Regions from separate parts of the Mus musculus genome. Here region 2 is linked to region 1. The links are chromatin contacts, called in public Hi-C maps. All regions are on one chromosome and are shown on one strand. Each heading gives the region's core, a stretch centred on a gene start, on an enhancer-like site or on the middle of the called end of the contact. The rest is flanking DNA. Distances are from core to core; before and after follow the strand shown.

The links. Hi-C and Micro-C count contacts between places; a contact is called where the count stands out from the background.
Region 2: a Hi-C map of the N1E-115 cell line shows a contact between it and region 1, with 2.3 times the contacts expected there. The contact joins two enhancer-like sites. A contact is called at or near these places in 1 of 484 Hi-C or Micro-C datasets (the N1E-115 cell line) and 1 of 9 other capture datasets (embryonic stem cells).

Annotation. Positions count from the first base shown.
Region 1 is chr2:142,586,993-142,593,462 of GRCm38.p6, forward strand. No RefSeq gene overlaps it. Among named protein-coding and RNA genes, the nearest start is that of Kif16b, 310 kb to the right of the region's middle. Within about 2 kb of position 4,154, at least 15 of the 459 cell types and tissues checked have an H3K27ac peak or open chromatin away from gene starts, as enhancers often do. A contact at or near this core is called in the N1E-115 cell line, where this site is marked.
Region 2 is chr2:142,991,911-142,998,380 of GRCm38.p6, forward strand. No RefSeq gene overlaps it. Among named protein-coding and RNA genes, the nearest start is that of Snrpb2, 68 kb to the right of the region's middle. Within about 2 kb of position 4,126, at least 4 of the 459 cell types and tissues checked have an H3K27ac peak or open chromatin away from gene starts, as enhancers often do. A contact at or near this core is called in the N1E-115 cell line, where this site is marked.

The DNA.
Region 1 (6,470 bases), core at 2,904-5,403:
CACAGATGGAGGCATGCTTAGAGGAACCATTTTCATATCCTTAACTAGGGATACAAACATGAGTGCTTTTGTTTGTTATCCGTATTTATGATCATCAGGGTAGCAGAGAGGACTTTGGGTGTCCTTTGGGGAAGGTCAGGGTTCTTTGTCCCAACTGCACAGTTAAAGTTTGGGGAAGTTAAGAATAAAAGAACAAGCTAATTGGCCTCATACAGAGAATAAATCGAAGTGGCCCTTAATTCAACAGAGGCCAATCTCGACAAGCAATTCCTGCCTAAATAAGAACTATTTGTCTGCAGTTTTAAAGGTTACAAAAATCACAGCAGAATATAGAATTTCACAGACCTAGCTCCATTTTTTTCACTTTGATCATTAAACAGTGTGTGCAGGAGGCAGCATTCCAATGAGACAATGGACTTCTCCTAACACACACCATGTCTTTATCTCCTCCTACCACAGGCATAGAATTTCTACTGTGTGAGTTGGCAGTTTCCTAGGCCTCGAGGATACACTGAGCTGTGTTGAAACACCAGCCATGTTTATATAATTCCCCCAATTGCTCCTTCCCTCCTTCCTAATACGAGCAAAAACTATTTGCAGTTGAGCAACTAATTAAAACACAAGCACCACCACTGAATACCTACTATGCACCAAGCCTAACAATTGGTCCTTTGTACATATAATTTCATTAAAAAGTCACAGCAATTCTATAGCTTAGAGATAATTAGGGTGAGATGGGTTAAATGTCCTGTTGGATGCTTCAGGTTGAATGTATTTGCCAGGATTTCTGGGTCTTTCTGAATCTAAAGCACTGTCATCTTGTTGCTTTGCCATGTCCTCTCCCAAAAGCAGGCAACATACCTAAAGCCTGTGTCCAAACCTTAGTTTATCACCCAACCCCAGCTCAGTCCGGCAGTTGTTTTATAGACAGGTAACACTATCAGATCATGACTCTGGTTGCTCAGCCTCTAGTTTTCAGAGAAAATAAACATAGAATGATTTCTCCTTCCAGTGACAGTTCTCATGTGTCCATCCGTGTCATGGAAGACACTTTGAGCATAAATGAGAAAAATCTACCTATAAGGAACGTGTTCATTGGGATAAATCAAAATTTCAAGTCCATTGGCTATTGGGTTCCAATGATCATACACTGAATGGGTGCGCCAACTTAGACCTCCCCATGAATCAATGGCATCTTTCCAATGCTGCTGATAAAGGGTTTGTGGTTCCAGCCAACCTTAGCTCTAAAGGCAAGAAACTCTTGAACAAATATGGCTGGGAGCATGAGCTTTTTTCCATGTTTCCCCTATTTGGTCCTTCCTTCCTCTGAAAAGGGCTAAATAGGTGACAGAAAGCACTCGGAGACTAAATCGGAAACCAAGACAGATGTAGTGTAGGAAGCCAAGCTGGTGCATTGTCAAAGTCTCACAGAGGTGCAGCTTCAACCTAGCTTCAGGGACTCTAGACGATATGTGCAATGGTGGCCCTACTCAGGGAGAGGAGACATGAATTCTAAACTGCTTCCAGTTCTGTGAAGCAAGCCCTGATAGACCAAGAGACAGCCAGTGACACATAGCTATAAGTGCGAGTCCTTAGAAGTAGGAGAACACACCAAGCCTGAGAGGAGAGCAGGTACCTAAGGTGATTGGGTTTCTAAAACAGAAATGCTTCTCTTTTTGTGTCACTTTTGTCATTTATGCAAACCTATAATGTTTGCCACAAGGTCAGGTACTGGATAAATAATACCACCCGAATGTCTCACTGACTCTACTTGATGAGGCCCACAGGCACAACTTGCCAGCCGGGTTGGTTCCTGAAGACTGATTTCACTCTAGTTGCTTTTTCTGGCTGGTATGGTGTTTATTGCCCATGATAGTCAGACCACAATGCTCTTTGGGAATTGTAACACATGTGATCTGGAGCCCCTGATTAAAAGAATGGATCCCCTTTTTGGGAAGTCTCCTCTCTCAGGGTCAGAAATAGATGATTCTTGCCTGGATCTACTGGCACAGGTCTGTAATCTTGGTTCCTTGGGAAACTGAAGTAGGAGGAGATCAAGATCAAGCCCTGTTCTGAGATAAATAGTAGTTCTGGCTAGCCTGGGGAAGTACAGAACACTGGGTCTAAAAAAGAACAGTGAAAGAGCTGGGCACTTAGTAGAGACTTGCCTAGCTTGTATGAAATACTGGTTTAAACTACAATAAACACACACCCAGGTACATGAATGCATGATCAAGCACACACACACACACACACACACACACACACACACACACACACACACACTAAACAAATAAATAGCTAATTAAATAAGTAATATAAATTAAATGAGAAGAGAGTCTGCACTTGCTACGGGTTGCTCTCTAAGCAGGTTATTAGCAGAGAATTCAGCCTTCAGGGCTGAGTTCTCAATCAGTGATACCACTGGGCTTCCAGAAGGACTTGCCAGCCCCTAATCTTTGTCTCCCTGTAAACAAACACTTGCCCTTTTCAAGTTTCACTGATTCATCCTCCTTCCCTAAGGCCAAGGGAGTCCTTGGAATGACCCAGCCTGGGTCCATGAGAGGGTTTATTCTCTTTGTGCCTGGAGTCCTATCCCAGAGCCCCCAGGCAGCAGTTTCCTCCTTAGGGAGCCAAGGACACCCTCGGGAGCAATGAGGCCTGGGCCTGGTTTAATTAACCTTTGTTAACAATCAGTTCCTTGAAGGAGCCACCCTCTGTGACTAATCCTCTATGTTCTGATGGTGCTTTGCTCCAAAGCCACCTTCTCTATACATCTGCTCACAAGAGGGGCATCTTCTCTCTGTGCCTGGCAGCCCCTTTGGTCACACTACTGCAGGGCTCCATTGTCTGGGCTGCTGTCATCCTGGAATTAATCTGAAAGTGGTCTCTTTGACAACAGAGGCAGCAAATATCGGATTCAATTTGCTTTCACCCAAGATTTCCCAGGAGTCATGGCGAATGAGATAATCGATGGTGATTATGAGGCTTGGCCTGCCTCACTGAGCCCGCGTGTTAAAAGGAGGGAGAGTTTCTGCTCCGGTGCTCGCCCAAGTCAGGTGCTAATTCCGGCAGATCCATTACCTTTCTCAGCGCCTCTAAACCATATGTGCTGCAATAATCATGCTGGGTAGGTAAGGCGATCAGTCCTCCCGCCTAAGCAAAGAGGATTCATTCTTTTTGCTTCTCTTCACATTCCACAACAACAACAACAACAAAAATGTTCTGAGCATCTGGTGCAGAAGTGAGTAGGCTGTTCGAACCAATGATGCCGAAGAGATTTAATTTAACTGGGCTAAACTTTCCTTGTCTCAGCTGGAGAGACTAGTCAATGGCTTAGCCACTAATCCAATCAAAAGAAAGCATTAAATTACTTGTCGATGCCATCTTAACCCTGAGAAGACTGTTTTCAGCTTGGCTGATCATTCTAAAAGACCTCGGCATCCAGGGAAGAAACGCAGAGCAAATGACTGAGGAGCGGGAGACATCTTCCAGATGCCTCTCGCCCCTCCTTGTGTCTGTGTCTCTCTTTCTTGCTTCTTTTAGTTTTATTCAGAACAGCTGTTCAGGGGTGCCCCTTGACTATGTACATTTGTACAGAGGAAGTAGCTGAAGATGCAGAAGGGACGGCATAGCAGTTACCTATTTCTGCATAACAAATTATCTGGCTCTCCCAGATGGAGCAGCTGGAGAGAGCAAGTATATATAATCTCATGGGTCCTGAGGTCAGGAACCCAGGAGTATCTTAGCCATGGGGTGCTGGCTAACTTTCCCTCAAGGCTGTGATCAGAAAATCAGCCATGCCTGCCACCATCTCTTGTTGTTACCAGTAGTTAGTTACTGCTTTAACTGAAAACCAGAACTCTTTGCTTGGACCCTCAAGCTAACTAAGGGCAAGATAAAAGCCTGGCATCTCAGCTTTCATTTTATATTTGTCTCCTTTTATATTTTTTTCTTTTCCTTTTTCTTCCAGTTTTTCTTTTAGATGGGTCTCACTAGATAACCCTGGCAGGCTATGAACTTGAACCAATCTTTCTTCCTCAAGTTCTGAGATCACAGTCATGCCTCATTAAGCTGGTCTATATCTGTCTCTTTTACTTTGGGACAGACTCCTGCTTACCTCTGCATGTAGACATGTTAATCATGCAGTAAGTGTCTGTCTAAAAGCTGGTGAAACCTGACAGATCACATCCCCCTTCAAAGCCCAATGCACAGAGATAAGAGCAGCTGAGGCATTTTACAGTTGGATTTATGCCACCCTGTCCCTGACCTCCAAAAAGGTGCCTGAAAGTCTCCAGTGAGTTTTTCCAACCTTATATGTTTGGGGTTTCAGGAACAACAGAGTCTCTCTCTCTCTCTCTCTCTCTCTCTCTCTCTCTCTCTCTCTCTCACACACACACACACACACACACACACACACACACACACACACTAGCCCATGAAGCCTCACCCCTCAAGCAGGAACATATCTCTGAATCCTTAAGCAGTGAGGAACTCTTCAAGGACACCCTGCAGAACCAGATAGGATCAACTGGAGACAACTGGACAAAGACTCTTACTTCTTCTCACCCACTTCCATCAATCTCTATTTACGCTCAAGTCAGGATCCCAAAGTTGGGCTGAAACGTTTAAATTCCATCTTCCCCAAATGATCATTTTGGTTAAATTATCTTTTTGCGTTTTTGTTATTACTGAAATTTTGTTCTGTTGTTTTGTTGCTTTGTTTTGTATGTTGTTTGTTTGGGGCCTTGGCTGATGGATATTCACTTTTCCACAAAGGTGTCTCATAGCTCTGCTATTGTGGCTAGACTGTGAAATGTCTTTCAAAGGTTCTTGTGTTAACACTTGGTCCATAGCTAATCGTACTGTTTTGGGGGATTTGTCAGCTTGGTACAAACATAGACATTTATAGGAAGAAGGAAACTTTAGAAGATGGGGCTTCACTGTAGGAAGAATGGTCACTGGAGTGGGCATTTGAGGGTTCCTGGTCCCCAGCCCCTACCTATGTCCTGCTTGCTGATTCCTGGCCACCATGCAGTAAGCATCTCTTGTCTATCACAAGCTCCCACTGCCTTGATATTTGACCAAATTGTATGGGGCCAAATGATCATTGACTGAAACCTCTGAAACCATGAATCAAATATTTGTTCCTTCCCTAGTTTGATTTATATTGCTGTGATAAACAGCAAGGTCAGAAACAGCTGGAGGAGGAAAGGGGTTATTTTATCTTACAACTACCCTTCATAGTCAATAATCAAAGAAAAGCCAAGCAGGGACTCAGGGCAGGAGCCTGACGATATGAACTGAATTAGAGAAAATGAAGTGATTCTCCTTATTGGCTTGCTCCCCATGGCCTGCTCAGTTTCCTTTTATATACCAGGACCACCACACATCATTGGGATAACTTCCCTATTATCAATTATTAATGAAGAAAATTCCCCACAGACCTGCCCACAGAACAGTGTGATAGAGGCAATTCTTCAATTGAGATTCCTTCTTCCTATGTGCATCTATGTTTGTGTTTAGCAGACAAAACCTAACCAGCACATTCCTTTAAGTTGTAAAAGTCAAGCATTTTGTTGCAATAATGAGAAGCTAACTAACGCTGTTGGATTCTCCCACAGTAAGAAACTCAGGCAAGAACATAAGATAATACCCAGGAGGAAAGTCACAGCTTTTAATAGCCTACTATCTGAAGGGACACTTCCTCACTTCTGATTTCTCTGACTAGAAGCAAGTCACTATGTCCTGTTCACACTCACGGGAAGAAGATTACACAGAATGTGAACAGCAGGAGGCAGTGCCATTAGAGTCCGATCTTGGAGACACCATAGCTGATGAGAAACCTGCCCTCCAGGGGAAATCTGACCACAGAAAAGGAGAAGCACTGTCTTGATAGATGTAGAGTCCATACAAACAGGTTGAAGTTAGGGGCTGCTTTCATTTCTATTGTGGCTTCAGGGAAGGAAAGAAGATGTGTTTTCAGGCCAAATCAGAGTTGGAAACAAGAATCCCTGCCTCTAAACCTACTGATGGCCAAAGACTAAGCATGGGTATGTTGGTCTCAGTGCTTACTGGGCACACAACCTGGATGTGGTGGTTTGAATATGCTTGGCCCTTAGAGAGTGGTAGAGTGTTCAGGGGTGTGGCCTTGTTGGAGGAAGTATGTCACTGTGGGGGCCAGGCTTTGGAGATCTCCCCCTATGTTCAGGCTCTACCTATGGCAGAAGAGAGCTTCCTCCTAGCTGCCTGAGGATGTCAGCTTATCTTGGTTGCCCATGAATCAAGATTCAGAACTCTCAGCTCCTTCTCCAGCACCATATCTGCCTGTGTGCTGCTGTGATTTCTTCTGTGATGCTAATGAACTAAACCTCTGAAACTGTAAACCAGTCCCAATTAAATATTTGCCATTTTAAGAGTTACCTTGGTTAAAGTGTCTATTCATAGCAATGGAAACCCTAACTAAAACA
Region 2 (6,470 bases), core at 2,876-5,375, 400 kb after region 1:
GAGACTTGATTGACCAGAAAGTATGTTCCATGTAATTTCTCAGTCCCACACTCATATTACTGCCTAGCCTCTTCTTGTAAAGCCTCTTTGTGTACTATACAAAATTAAGGGAAACTGACTTAAGGCACGCTCGTGCTGTAGAATCTTATTTCTGTAAGACCAAGACAAATGGCTTAAGAATTACATTTTAATAATGTCTTAAAATTATTTTGAATTTCTCAGGTCTATGGGAAATTCTAATTTTATCATACTTTTAGGAGTTCCTGTCTCACCATGCTCTGATAGACGTATACACATTTTTAAAAAAAGATTTATTTATTGTATGTACATGAGTACTCTGTAGCTGTCTTCAGACACCAGAAGAAGGCATCAGATCCGTTACAGATGGTTGTGAGCCACCATGTGGTTGCTGGGAATTGAACTCAGGACCTCTGGAAGAGCAGACAGTGCTCTTAACCAATGAAGCATCTCTCCAGTCCAGATGTATACATTTTTAATTACTGTGGTTTCCAATAAGCTAATAATTCATTGAGAGGATAAAAATCCATGCTGAGTTTTTAAAATTGTGTCATTGTGAATTTCTTAAATGCTAATTCAAAATGGAGCTAAAAATAAGTAAAATGCACTATGCTGTATTGTTGATGTTAAGCCAACTTCCAGGTGCAAATATTCCAAGTGTCTAGTGTCGCCAAATCAAATATCACTTATATCATTAGAAGTAAAGGAAACACACTTGTGAGCAATTACAGCATGTGATGGAATTATTGACTGCTGCTACTCCAGGTGATAGAGATGCAACAGAGGCAGGTGGCAGATCTCTAATCAGTAATTAAGGGAGACTAAGACATCCAAGGTCAATCTGCCGCTATCAATCATACTTAAAGTCGAGTATCAAGAACCAGCTAGATATTCAAATCTATATGATTCAGCAAGATGAGAAGATGCTACTTGAGAAGATGAGCTCATTTCACTTAAAATTAAAAAAGAAATCTTTTGGACTCTAAACTTTATTTTTCCTCATTATTGTAGGAATTTCAGCAGCAAAGACAGTGAAAGATAATTTTCTTTTTTTTATCCTCTTCCCAAATGACTATAAGCAACACTGGCTTATTAAAACAATGTTAGTAATAACCCCTGTTAACAATAATGCAGTTGAACCTCTATATATTCAAGATTATAGATATTCTCTATAATTTTGGAATATATCTAATGTTTTTATATGTATTGATTTTGCGAATGCAATATGAATAGATTTTCTTTTCACAAACTGTGTCTTCTTAATTGACCAAAACAGCATTACTTAAAGGCTATAAATTGAGAGTTTCTATCAAAGTTCTAACAAGACCAACCAAAACAACAGACTCTGTACTTCTTCCAATTTCATAGTGAGTTCCTGAGTTACCCACGCAAAGCAACTGCTTGATGATACACAAATGTCAATCTCTTAGGTGTAAAGTGGATTTAGAAATATTTTTCTTCTTTATCTTTCAACAACACCTTGCAGGAAAGGGAATGGGCCACTTTCTCCCATCTTTAGCCTAATGAGAATAGTACTGAGGAGATTCTCTGAGAACTCAAAATCTAACGTGTGACATTTGAGGGTTATAAACATATGAACTTTGAATTTAAGCCCTGCTTCTGGCACATCTCTCGGACCATGTATGAGAGCAGCCTATTCCCTGTACATCATTGTCACTTACCTTTAGGGTTTCCTAGTTTATAAATCCACAAAATTTACAAAAAGTTTCAAAATGTGAGCATCAGTGTCAATATATGTAGCAATCATATCTAGAGTCAACATCTGCCTTGGATTGATTGATAATCAATCACGGAAAAGATGTAAGAAACAAAACAGTTGGAAGAATCAATTGCCAAGAAATTCTTATCACAGAAAATAAGATCCATGAGTCTTCATAGTTCCATGACAGTTGTATTTGCAGCAGGGCTGTGTGTGTTTACACCCCACTTCCTAATGCTAGGCACAGGGTTGCTAGACAGAAGCTGTATATCTCTTCAGGACTATTCTTCCTGTCACATTTTGGGCCATCAAAGAAACCCTTTCTCTCAAGTGTCTCTGCAAGGAGAGCCTCTGCCACAAGCTGGATGGATGATTGTAGAGAGCAGGGACGGACCTGAAGAGGCTCTGCTGCCATCTGAGGTGCCCATGGAGGCCAGAGGAGAGTGCCGGATGCCCTAGAATGGAATTCCAGGTAGTTGTGAACTGCCTGAGGTAGGTGCAAGAGGAGCAAGTAAGTGCTGTTTGCTGCTAAGGCATCTTTCCATTCTCTTAGATTTAAAATGAGCAAACAATAGACATTATACACCTAAATTAAAGAAGCAAGAGAAAAATGAGAAGATGCTGTGCATCTGGTTTGTATGAGAGTTGTCTACAAATCTAACCCATCATGGTGGCCTTGGAGGCACCAAGAAGAAGGCAAGCATCTATGCGTACAAAGATACTGATGTGCATCCATAGACCTCTCAAATCATGTGGTTTCAGCAGACATGTATGTATATATGTTTATAGGGAAGACTCAATCTAGGTAGACTAAAAATTAATCTTTAATGTGCTGAAAATGCTATAATAGATGTGTAATAACTCCTGACTAGTTTCCACTCATTGTGTTAAATTTGACAGTTTTGTGACAGCTTAGTAGTTCACTATAGATCTTTACCCCCACAGCTTTGACAGAAAAGCCAGGCTAAAGGCAGAAGTTGTAGCTTTCTGCTTGGTTGTAAATTACTCCAGTGGCCGTGTCAAGAAACTAACAAACAAACAGTACCAGAGCAATTTTTTTCTGTGAACAGTCTACTCACAGAAATGATTGTCCTGAGTAGCAGTTGCCTTGGGGTCAGTAGTCTTCCATGAAACACAGCATCTTCAGATAGAAGTAGTTTCAAGTGTGTCTCAGGATTTAGAAGCTGTGGAGGGCTTCCTGGAATGCCAGCTGGTAGGAGACTTGCTCTAAATTCAGAGGGTATCTGGTGTATCCACTGGGAAGCCTCCTACAAACCATGGAAGCTCTCTCCAGCGTTTGAGGTGGCTTGGAAACCTAACCAAGACAGATAACAAGGATGTTGGAAGTAAGATTCCTCCCTTCTAAGACTCGCCTTCCTGATCCCATTTCTCTTTGGTGGTAGGAGTTGGGGTAGAGAACAAAGGATGAGAACAAAGGGCAAGTATGAGTTGGAGGTTGGAGGACAAAAGAATAGGACAAAGATAGATAGTGGAAGACCAAGCAAAGATGGCTTTGGCTCCTTTCTGTTCTTTACCATAAGAATAATTTTAAACACAGTGTTACAGAACTTCTTACTATACCAGAATAAAAACTTTCAAAGACAGTTTCTAGGCCAACTCCTCCTTCTCTTTATAATCCTAGAATTCAAGAAATTTAGACAGATTAGTTCAGATGAATCTTTTATAGGTAGAATCACAGTGTGAGAAACCTAAAGGGGGATTGATCTCCACAGCACATGTAGGATAATCTGTAAATCATATCTTTTTCATATTACATTTCTATTAAAATGCTGCTTTTTGAGGATTGCATATAGTATTGATTATGTGGGAAAATACTAGCTTTATTCTTACCTCATATATCTTTAAGACACTATGATTTATGTGAAAATATCAATCACAAATGTTAATTATAGTAAAGGCATGTTGAGAAGCTGTAGTTGGTTTTAAAAGATATGACCTAATACCCACAAGAGCAAAGATGCTGATCTGCTAACTTGTCATGAATACTTGGAAGCGGGAGTGTATATACATGTTTATACATACACAAGTGTGCATGCACCAGAACCCATTATAGGTAACGGTATCTTTAAACTTAAAGACTTAATATGTTATGTGTGATTCCTCCACTCTCACCTCAATAAATAAATAAAGACTGGGCACTTCCAGATATTCAATTAGGGGCTGAAGGGACGTAGTCCAAAGTAAAACTCTTACATTTAGAGCAAAAAGAATACCGCAGAAATGGAAATTGCAAAGAGAAAAAAGATTCGGAGGCCAGATGTGAGGCCTAAGTGGGACAAGTAGGCATTCCAGATGGGAGAAGGTGGGACAGATGGAAGGAAGTTAATCACACTCATCACTGAAACTTGGCGTGTTTCACAAAAGACTTAGTGTGCTGATAAAAGCACTCACAGTATCCCCAACATGACTAATGAAGAACAACACACCCATTAGTCCATCCTGATTAAAGCATGGATTAAGGGTAAACAGTTAAAATCTCTTTTCCAATCAGATGAAAAAGATATTATTAGCATCAAGCTGTGGCACTGTTTTGCTCACAGGCCAGGCCCATATTGCTTCTGCTTCCTATACTTTCCAGATCTGAAAGAGGATCTGGCTTCTCTTGTGTCTGGCTTTGTGTTATATGGCAGATTAATGATGATGGCTGTGTTTACACTCCCCACTGAGAGGAGAACATATTCTCCTTTCCCTGGACTCTGGGCTGGTACATTATCTACTTATTCAGTAGAGTGTAACATGGGGATATTGTGTGGATTCTGTTTCCTGTATACATTTGCCTGTGGGACACTCATTCTCAGAACCTAGTGGCCATGCTGTGGATGGTGTGCAGGTCCCAAGTCATAGCTCAAGGCTGTAAGTTTTCTTGTTGACAGCCCTTAGTTTAGTGGTCAGAATCAGACAACTCTTCAATGTATTAGAAGGAAAAAAATCTAGAGTATCTTGAATTTAGTTACCCATCTGCCTTCATTATCTCGGCCAAGTTTGGTGGGCTGTTTTAAATAAAAGTATCTGTGTTCAAACTTGCTGTTTTCTTCAGTGTGTTCCTCATGGCACCTGTGTCTCTTCCTCTTGGGAACTCTGGGTAACTAACTGCCTTCTCATTTGTCTGATGATCTATTGGTTTCAAAAGTCGTAGTCTGCAAACATGTTATCAGTACTGCATATTGGAGAGTAAGCCTCTGGCTGTTGGAGCCAGATTTCTCTTCCCTCTGTTGTTCTGAAAGTCTGTTAGACAGACATGAAGATAAGAAAATGGAATTTGGACAGGTTCTTTGTAAATCTTCATGTTGAGGACCTTAAATTTAGGTTGATTGAGATGACATGAGTATATTTATAAAATAAGGAGAGGTAGATATAGTATACAGGAAGAACTAATATAACCCTCTATATCTGTGTACCTCATATTTATATTAAGCTTATAAAGCCCAACTGAACACATCTGAGGAGTGTACTCACTCACCCACTCACCCTTCTACAAAGCCCAGGACTACCTCAAGCATTGTGCGTAATTTGGTAATTCGTTCTTTTTTTTCTTCTTCTTCCTTTTTTTTTTTTTTAATTCCTACCATACATCTGACACTCCTAGTGACAAGTGTCATTCCACCGCTCCAGGAAACATGGCTTTCAGGCCACACAGTCCCCAGATACTTATTCACCACTAAATCTCAATTCCTGATGGGCAGGTGACAATGGTGGACATCACTGTTTGATTATAACTCAAAGATGAAAACAACTTTCCTTTTTAGTGCAACATCCAGCCAGTAAGTCAAGAAAACATTTATAACTTGAATATTAGTTTTGAGCTGCTAATTAATGAATGAATCTTGGCATCCATTCATTAGCTGATGCTGTTTAAAGTCAACCAGACATAGTATGTCTCCTGAAGAAAGGACCAACACTAAATGTGAAGTATTCCTGCCAGAAATAAAACCTGAGATCAAGCCTCTAGTTCAAAATGCAATGGACCAAAGAAATTTTAAGTTATACACAGGGATGAAATCAATAAAATTCAGGCAATGGCAATCTCTACACAGTCAAACAACTTGTTTTCTTTAGGAAATAATGAAGAATGGATTCAGGCAGATGAAAACAATGTCTAAGACATTAACAGACTCATACATGTACCTTATTTGTGAGTGTGTGTGCACTTATTTGCCATTAAGTTTTGGCATTTAATTAAAGCATAATATTTTTAGTGTTTAGGAGGCACAGTGTTGACTCTTGTATGTGTTAGTGAGCAACTCATAATTGTCATATTTACCATTTTTAAGTTTTAACATTTCTTTACAGTGGATATATTCAAAATTCCATTTTCTATCTTGAGCTATATAATGCTTAACTATATCTTTATTTGTTTTATAAATTTCATTAAAAATGTTTTTACAACCCTTTCCTCCTTTCAATCCCTCTTATACCCATACTTACCAGCTCCCTCTCAAATTCATGACATCTTTTTCTTTAACTATTATTGTTTTCCACACATACATACACACACATGAATAAATGTATAAATATAATCTACCGAGTCTGTTTAATATTGCTAGAATGTATGTTTTTAGGATGACCACTCAGTATTAGATAGCTACTTAGGGTTCTCATGCTTAGGGAGACTCAGTCTCTTTCCCAATCTCTCTCTCTCTCTCTCTCTCTCTCTCTCTCTCTCTCTCTCTCTCTCTCTCTCTCACACACACACACACACACACACACACGC